Regions from separate parts of the Zea mays genome. Here region 1 is linked to region 2. Evidence: chromatin contacts called from public Hi-C data. All regions are on one chromosome and are shown on one strand. Each heading gives the region's core, a stretch centred on a gene start, on an enhancer-like site or on the middle of the called end of the contact. The rest is flanking DNA. Distances are from core to core; before and after follow the strand shown.

The links. A called contact is a pair of places that touch in the nucleus more often than the background predicts.
Region 1: a contact with region 2 is called in a Hi-C map of leaf, with 3 times the contacts expected there. The contact joins the enhancer-like site here to the promoter of LOC103653994 in region 2. A contact is called at or near these places in 10 of 25 Hi-C or Micro-C datasets (bundle sheath, ear, leaf and 3 more).

Annotation. Positions count from the first base shown.
Region 1 is chr4:167,652,094-167,656,180 of Zm-B73-REFERENCE-NAM-5.0, reverse strand. No RefSeq gene overlaps it. Among protein-coding and RNA genes, the nearest start is that of LOC109945577, 5.2 kb to the left of the region's middle. Within about 2 kb of position 2,395, at least 17 of the 20 cell types and tissues checked have an H3K27ac peak or open chromatin away from gene starts, as enhancers often do. A contact at or near this core is called in bundle sheath, ear, leaf and 2 more, where this site is marked.
Region 2 is chr4:167,486,615-167,490,809 of Zm-B73-REFERENCE-NAM-5.0, reverse strand. LOC103653994 (protein NRT1/ PTR FAMILY 7.3) reads left to right here and starts at 1,603. Exons shown (of 5, transcript XM_008680816.4): 1 at 1,603-1,828; 2 at 1,953-2,046; 3 at 3,015-3,146; 4 at 3,383-3,600; 5 at 3,714-4,195. The coding sequence starts at 3,020.

The DNA.
Region 1 (4,087 bases), core at 1,146-3,645, 160 kb before region 2:
TACTACTTAATTGGGTTGGTATTTACTTATACTTAGTAATTGCTAATAAAATTTTGACCAACTTTAAAAGCAATGCTCAGCTCTAACCATCCTCTTTGGTAAGCCTTACACTTCACATGAGCTCCCACCTTTGGCGAGTTCATGCACATTATTCCCCACAACTTGTTGAGCGATGAACGTATGTGAGCTCACTCTTGCTGTCTCACACCCCCCCCACAGGTCAAGAACAGGTACCACAGGATGAGGCGCTTGGAGGATGCTGTGATGTGTTCGTGAGAGATCTAGGCCGTCGTCTGCCAGTCAACTTTGGGTTGCTGGATCGTTTCCTCATATGATGTAATTATTTAATTATTTTTGTACAGAACTCCTGTTATATAGTAAAGATGTGACATTCGATCCTGTGCCACTATGCATCATATGTGTGAGACTTGGTCCCAGCACACCTGGTGTTTATGTTCGCGCCCGGGTTTTGGACCCCCGAAATCCGGGTGTGACAACAGATTATATAATCTGGATTAAATAATCCTAAGAGTCAAACAAACAGTCCAGCTTATTTGTCCAGATTATATAATCTAACCCCTTGGATTATGATAATCCATAAGCAAGTGAGGAGGTGCTTATTTCAGATTATTTTTTTCCCACTTTCCCACTACACTTTCAAGTTTTCTAGAAATTACCCACCATTGCCATTATAATCCACCGAATCGTTTTTGCGCCTAGTACTAATCAATTTGGGATGAAGAAGGTGACATGAATGCCTTCCGTGATAATATTGCTAATGCAATATTTGCCGATGTCAATTGAATTATTATTTTTTTCATATATGAGTTTCAACCTAGTACAAATATAGAGGGCATTCTTGTCTTCCTCATACAAAAGAATCCTATTAACAACTCAAATAATCTGGGTAAACAAACAGGACTACTCAGATTATAAAATCCAGATTATATAATCCAGATTATATAATCCTCCAAAAATAATCCAGATTATATAATCCATGGGGGTAAACAAACAGGCCCTTAATTAACTTTCTAGAGCAGACCGTAGGAAGTTAGCTTTTCGTTTGACTGGTCAAAAGCTGAAAGCCAACTTCCTAGAGGAGGTCGTATGAAGTTAGCTTTTCGTTTGACTGGTCAAAAGCTGAAAGTTAACTTCCTAGAGGAGGCCGTAGGAAGTTAGCATGGACAGCTAACTTTCTAGAGGCGGCCGTAGGAAGTTAACGACTCATTTGACCGCACCCGCGGATCAGCAAATGAAAGCTAACTTTTTAGAGGAAGTCGTAGGAAGTTAGCAGGAGAATCTTACTTCCTAGAGCAGGCCGTAGGAAGCTAGCTTTTCGTTTGATTGGTTAAACGTTGAAAGCTAACTTCAGAGGAGGTCATGCTAACTTCCTAGAGGCGGTCGTAGAAAGTTAGCGGCTCGTTTGACCAAACATAAGGGTCAGCATGTGAAAGCTGACTTCGTACAGCTTTTATAAAATACCGTAGGGAGCTACCAGTTGCCTCTCGAAAGTTATTGATTTCCTAGTGTTTGTTATAAAAGATGCAGGAAGTTAAAAAACTGTAGGCAATGTAGGGTTTTGGTGTAGTGCGGGCCCGTGCCCGTACGTGCAGTGGCTGCATCTGCATATGTTGTGTGTGTCCGCAGTCTGGACAACAGATGAATTAATAGATGATGCATGCGCGTCATGGATCGGTGGTGTGTGTGTGTCCGACTGTCGGCACGGAGGACGCCGTGGCGACTATCTCCCCAGTTGCCCACCCAATTTGTCGCTTGGGTTCTGGTATAATAGTAGTCCGGCCGGTCTCTGGTCCATCGTCGGAAGTTCTCCGCCCTGACGCTCAACCACAAGTCCACAACCATGCATGCACGGTGATGGCGTTGTGACGTTGCCAATGTCTCATCCACCACTTCATCAGTGTGTGTCTTTTCCACGGGCGAACGTCGTAGTGTTTGTTCATCAGCCCCTGCCCTCCGTTGCGTTGCGTTGCATTGCATCCAGGAACGAAGAAAGTCCAAAGCGGAGGGGCATCAGCAAATTAATTAAAGTTAGGCACACGCCCCGCGGAGAAAAGTCCGTGTGCGGGGTGCGCTACCGTCCCAAACGACGCCAACAGCTGGGAACCATATATACAGCGCTCTCTCTCTCTCTATATGTCTGTATGCGATAGCGCAACAGAACAGTCCAGCAGCACAGCGATCCGTCTGCTGGACCCAGGTGGGTGATAGCTTATCACGCTTGGCTGGCTCTACTGTTGATGTCAGTCTACAACCATATATATACTCCGATCGATGCGGCGAGGCCCTGTCCGTAGCGCGTGCGGGCTCGGCCTCTCACTCACCGTGCGACGTGACTGCGTTGCGTGGGTGCATGCATCATGCGTCATGCATGCAGGCTAGCTAGCGTCGCACGGCTCATCCCAAGACGACACCCAACCCACCGGACCGGTCACCACTCACCTGCTAGCTGCGCTTGGAGTTTTGCAAGATTCCTTTCTACTTTGCCCGGCCACGGAGAGTTGGCAGTGAAAGGTTTCGCTTTGGGCTCTCTAGTCTCTACGTCTACGGACGGCGACGCTTCTGGTCCGTACCAAAGGTGTGCGTGAGCTGTACCGCCGAGCGCGCAGAGATCGAGCCTGCTGCGCGCGAAGCTGACGATATAGATAGCATAGCAGGGAGAGGAAGGCGACATACATCAGGGTTTAGATAGCATATAGCATAGTGGGTCCAACCAACGTAACCTAGTTATTACGTTCTCTCTTGCAGGAGGCGGCTAAAATAAGCGATATTTTAACTATATATATATATATATATATATATATATATATATATATATATATATATATAACGACCGAAATGGCTTAGCTCACAAAAGAAAAGGCACGTTCGTTTGACTTTTTTCTGTGTCACGTTTGATCGACTCGTCCTGTTCAATTATTTAGAAAAAATAAAAAAATTAAAGTTATATTTTAAAAAGTATATTATATGCTAAACAATATCACATCAAACAATTAACATTAATTATGATTTTTTTAGTAAGATAGGCCGGTCAAACTTACATCAAACAAATTTTAAATTGGAATGGACGGAATACTGGTGAGGTGCTTATGCATTTCTATTTGGTTTCTATATACCATGTTCGCGACGATGTGCGGAGAAACATTGTGACCGAGCACAGTAGAAGCGCTAGTTCCAGATATATCATCGGATTAACAAGTGTCATTGTCGAGATACTCATATAACACACTCATCACCAACCTACACACAGCAGCGGCAATAACCGATCAACTGGGTTGGACCGATATAGGGGTTTAGGGTTGCCTGCATGCTCTACAAATTGCACAACAGGAACAATGAGCATTTTTTTCAGCGGTCGCAGCTATTTTCGACGACGGTAGTGCCCTACCATGCACGGGCGCAACAACATGCAATGATCGTGAGTGTATTATTTATTCTCAACACGGTCATATATATTTGTCCTATAACTAATATACTGCATTTGCAACAGTCTTGATTTTCAGAGCAGACACAACAGCAACCATTCATTTTTTTCCTCAGTTTCAGTCGTCGAAGCCTCAGTGGGGATTACATGCTCCGACACCTCCTTCAGCTCAGGTTCGTCGATAAGTATCTCTACTCGAAATGTATTATGAACTAGAACTTACTGAAAGGGAAATGTGTCTTTAGGTTATTTGTTTTGGTGATTAAGTGTCCAACACATATTAAGTGAGTTGATTATATGCCAAAAAAGCAAGAAGTGCAAATCATGTAATAAGGTATCTTTCTAGACTTAGTATATTGTTTTGAGTACTAACATATATTGTCTAAGTGCTAGAAACAGGAAAAGAAAGGATTGCAAGACATGGCTGTGTACAGCCAAAGTCCAGCTTGGTCTGGCACACCGGACTGTCTGGTGGTGCACCGGACAGTGTCCGGTGCGCCAGGCCAGCCTCCGGTGAACAGGCCGCTCTCGGGACTCGACGACGGTGTACGACTATAATTCACCGGACTGTCCGGTGAGTCGTCTGCGGCGAACTCGTCGCTCTCGGGAAGAGGATCAGCGGCGTACGACTAAAATTCACCGGAC
Region 2 (4,195 bases), core at 354-2,853:
CCGACCACTCACGTCGAGGTCAATTAATTTAGGAAAGGAAAAAAAACAACATTATATATGCTTGCTACTAGATACTCCTATTTGTTGACAAATTTATGGCCATGACAATAAGCATGCTTTTGTTATGACCGTTGAATAAAATAGAATTTCCTAGATGATTTCTAGTAGATTTTCTAACCTAAACATACACCAAGACCTGCCCCGGCTCTGGTACAATTATTTTCACATTCCATTGCCGCCTTCCGTGGCCGCTCCTACAACCACAAGTCCCCAACAATAATATAAATAACTTTTGTCGGATAAAGATTAACGAAACTACGTGTCACTTGTAAAAATAACAAATTTCTGTGGGCATAGTCTAATTCTGTCATCATTTAACTCATGTAAATGTATAGATGAATAGTATCTATTTTTTGTGAGCAGCCGATGAAAAGTGGTTAATTTCGTCGATTAGAAAAGGCCGACGGAAAAAAGCTAATTTTTGTCGGCTATGGAATTTGTAACCCCTCATATTTCTTCACGACACATAATATGTAGTTGCTTCGATGTAGGTTCATGTTTGGATTCAAGTTTTCTGAATCAAACTCGCTGTACAGAAAATATATAAAAAAATAATAAGACCAATGAAAAAAAGACTCCAATCCTTCATGAAATAAAATTAAGGTCGATGAACTAAACTCTTACTTAAAATATTATCACGTCTCATCCAGAATTATGTACATGTAAAACAAATAAAACTTCCATTTTTATGACTGACATGTGGGTCATGCAAGCACTAGGAGTATTTCCCTTCTGTTGAAAAAAAATAAGGTCGTTAGAAGGATGGTCTTTATATACATTATACCACATAGTAGGTGCATTAGCATTGTGTTAATCTTTGAAGTATACACTCGTGAAATATGCAACTGTATTTGAATTTAAATTATTCTAAGATGCACCGGTTTACACTCGCCTCATTGCCTATCATTGGTCTAAGCTACTTTAAGGCTCTTTTAATATGATACATCCATTTATATTGCATAGGCAGCCTATCTTAGCTTCATATGGATGGATAAGTAAATGTTTTTATTTTATTGAACCATCCAGAGGGATTTTTTTTCTGAACTTGCATATGAGGACCAGATGAATCTCTTTCTATACCCGTTCTATCATATTTAGAAAAATAGCACAAAGCTATCTATTAAATTAGCTTAGCTCAACTAGCGCCTTACACACGACTTTATCCAAGTACCCATGAAGCATTAACGGAAGGAGCCATTCCATGATTATGTGATAATCATGTCTCTTCAACCTTGTTAGCTTCCATTCCTTCAAATTTGGAGCCCTTCAACTATCGAGGATTTTCATTTTTTTTTAGACACCATTAATTCTCTCTTTTGCTTAGGTTTCATAAAGAATGGAGTGTGTGTGGCTTGCCACCACCTTTTGCTATGCATTTTCTTGCTGCTTCTTATGCTTACAAAATCGACACAGGGGCTCTGGGTTGTGGGAAATGGGTTCAAGAAAAGTAGAAAACAGCTGGCACACGGCCTATGCACGCTGTCACATGCGTCGGCGCCTCGGCGGGGGTCTTTTACCCGCCGCAGGTCGCAGGAGAAAACGAACACCGCCACCAACACTTACTCCGGTGCCGGTCGGCCGGGTCGTGCGTGCCCCTGCCCCCCTCCGGCCTCCGGCTCCCAGCTTTCTCTTCATAAATACGCGGCCGTGCGTCCCCCGAACCCCCGCACCTCCTATCCGCTCCCCACTCGGCGTCTGCTGCTGCATTGCCGTGCCGCCAGTGGAGAGGAGATCAGTGATCGTTGGCCACTGCACTAGCTGCACGAAGGTACTCGATACTTGTTGAGAGAGAGAGAGAGAGAGTGCTGATCACCGGCCGCCGCCACTTCTACTGGGAGTTTTTTGTCCGGTAAATGACTGGAGGCCTTGCCGGCGTCGTCGTCGCGGTACAGGTACTGGGTCCGCTCTCGTTCTTGACGTGCCTACTACTATCGTCCCCGTCGCCGGAGTTGCTGCGTGGTCGCACCGGAGGGTTTATCAACGAAGGTACGCGTGTACGTACGTACGTACGTACATGCTTATTATATTAATCCGTCAGAGTTAATTAGAGGTACCGACGATGATCTCACAGTTGCCATCAAGTTATCTGTCCGTCGTGCTTAATCTGCGATACGACTAGGAACGGAAGTGTAGGAATCGCTGGTCTGTGTAAGAGTACGCTCCCTGTCCCTGCACTGCCGCGCTACTATACCATTTGCCGAGCCTACTACTATGCCTATACCACTGTATGCGCGTGCATGGTTTACACGATGCTTTGGCCTGACGCACAGGTAGCTGCTTCGTTTCCGGAAGCAGTGTGTTGTCTGGTATTGATACGTGCAGAGACAGAGAGCAGCAGATCATGCCAAGAGAGCCAGCTGACGACGACGGCATACGATGGCCGGCCGTCTCTGCTTGTGTTTTCCCGCTAGTGCTAGTGCACTTGATTCAGGGGCAGAAAAAAAAGACATCGTCTTTTGCATTGCTCAGCTTCGTTATACTTTAATACAATTAATCAATAGCTGTATGTCGATCTAAATCAGAGTTAGGAAGCGTTATATGCTTATGAGTGTGGGAAGCCTACTGCACTGAGTAATCTATTGCTACTTGGTCGTCCCTAACGACATGAGACATGGCATATCACATTCACAGGTTAAACAAATCTTGCCGGCTCAACGCTTCGTTAGGAGAAGACGGAAGACTGCAGAAACTCCTGAGGAGGAGGACGCGGGGAATAAAATCGAGCGATAAAAAAAGTATCCTGTTAGAGATATGTAGTGTGTACTACGCATTTCAGAGTTCACATGCAGTCGTAATTAACAGGTTCATTTTGGTCGGAACAGTTGCTGAGTTTCCACATCATGCATGGAACTGAAATATACATATGCAGGACCAGGACTGCTGTGGAACAGTATCCTGAACTAAACAGCTAAAATACACAGTAGAAACTAATAAACTCACTGGACACTGGACAGGGCTGATGGATGCTACCACTGTTGATTCCAAATGGATCTCTCCCGCCACTGAAGATGGGTCCATGGACAGGCGAGGAAACCCAGCTGTCAAGACAACCACCGGAAGATGGAGATCTGCCATCCTGCTGCTAGGTAAAAGCTTGTTTTTTATTTAAAAAATAGAAAGAAAGAAAGAAAGAAAGAAAGAAAGAGAGAGAGAGATGTTGTAAACATCTCACATGATGCCTGATGAGTAATGCTTCCCTCTGGCCTCTGTACATGATTGCTAGCTACTAGATTCTGATTCTGTAAAGAACTCCAGATTCGAACAGTTAATTCAACTGTGTAATTTATCGCCGCAACCCTTTCCGTCTCTGTTACCGATGCAGCTAACTATGGGCTCGCGACGTGCGCCTTCTTCGGCGTCGGCGTGAACCTCGTGGTGTTCCTGCGCCGGGTGCTCCACCAGGGCAACGCCGAGGCGGCCAACAGCATCAGCAAGTGGACTGGGACCGTCTACATCTTCTCGCTCATCGGCGCCTTCCTCAGCGACTCCTACTGGGGCCGATACGTCACGTGCGCCGTCTTCCAGATCATCTACGTGATGGTGCGTGCGATCGTCTTCAGATGCTGATCAACCGCCATCAGTCTCATGCATGTTTCTGTCGGCGCACTACTGTTCTTACTATACTAGCCTGTGTTTGTTCTTTGGATGCTCAGGGGCTGGTGGTCCTGTCGCTCGCGTCATGGCTCTTGCTGGTGAAGCCGTCCGGCTGCGGCGGCGTCAAGGCGCACTGCGACGGGCCGTCGGCGCCCGGCGTCGCGCTGTTCTACCTGTCCACCTACATGATCGCGTTCGGCAACGGAGGGTACCAGCCTTCCATCGCGACGTTCGGGTCGGACCAGTTCGACGAGACGGACCCCGAGGAGGCGCGCTCCAAGGTGGCCTTCTTCAGCTACTTCTACCTGGCGCTCAACGTCGGCTCCCTGCTCTCCAACACGGTGCTGGTGTACTACGAGGACTCGGGGCGGTGGGTCATGGGGTTCTGGGTCTCGGCGGCCGCCGCGGCGCTGGCGCTCGTGCTCTTCCTGCTCGGCACGCCCGGCTACCGCCACTTCAAGCCGAGCGGCAACCCGCTCACCCGCGTCGCGCAGGTGTTCGTCGCCGCGCTGCGCAAGTGGCGCGCCGAGGTCCCGCGTGG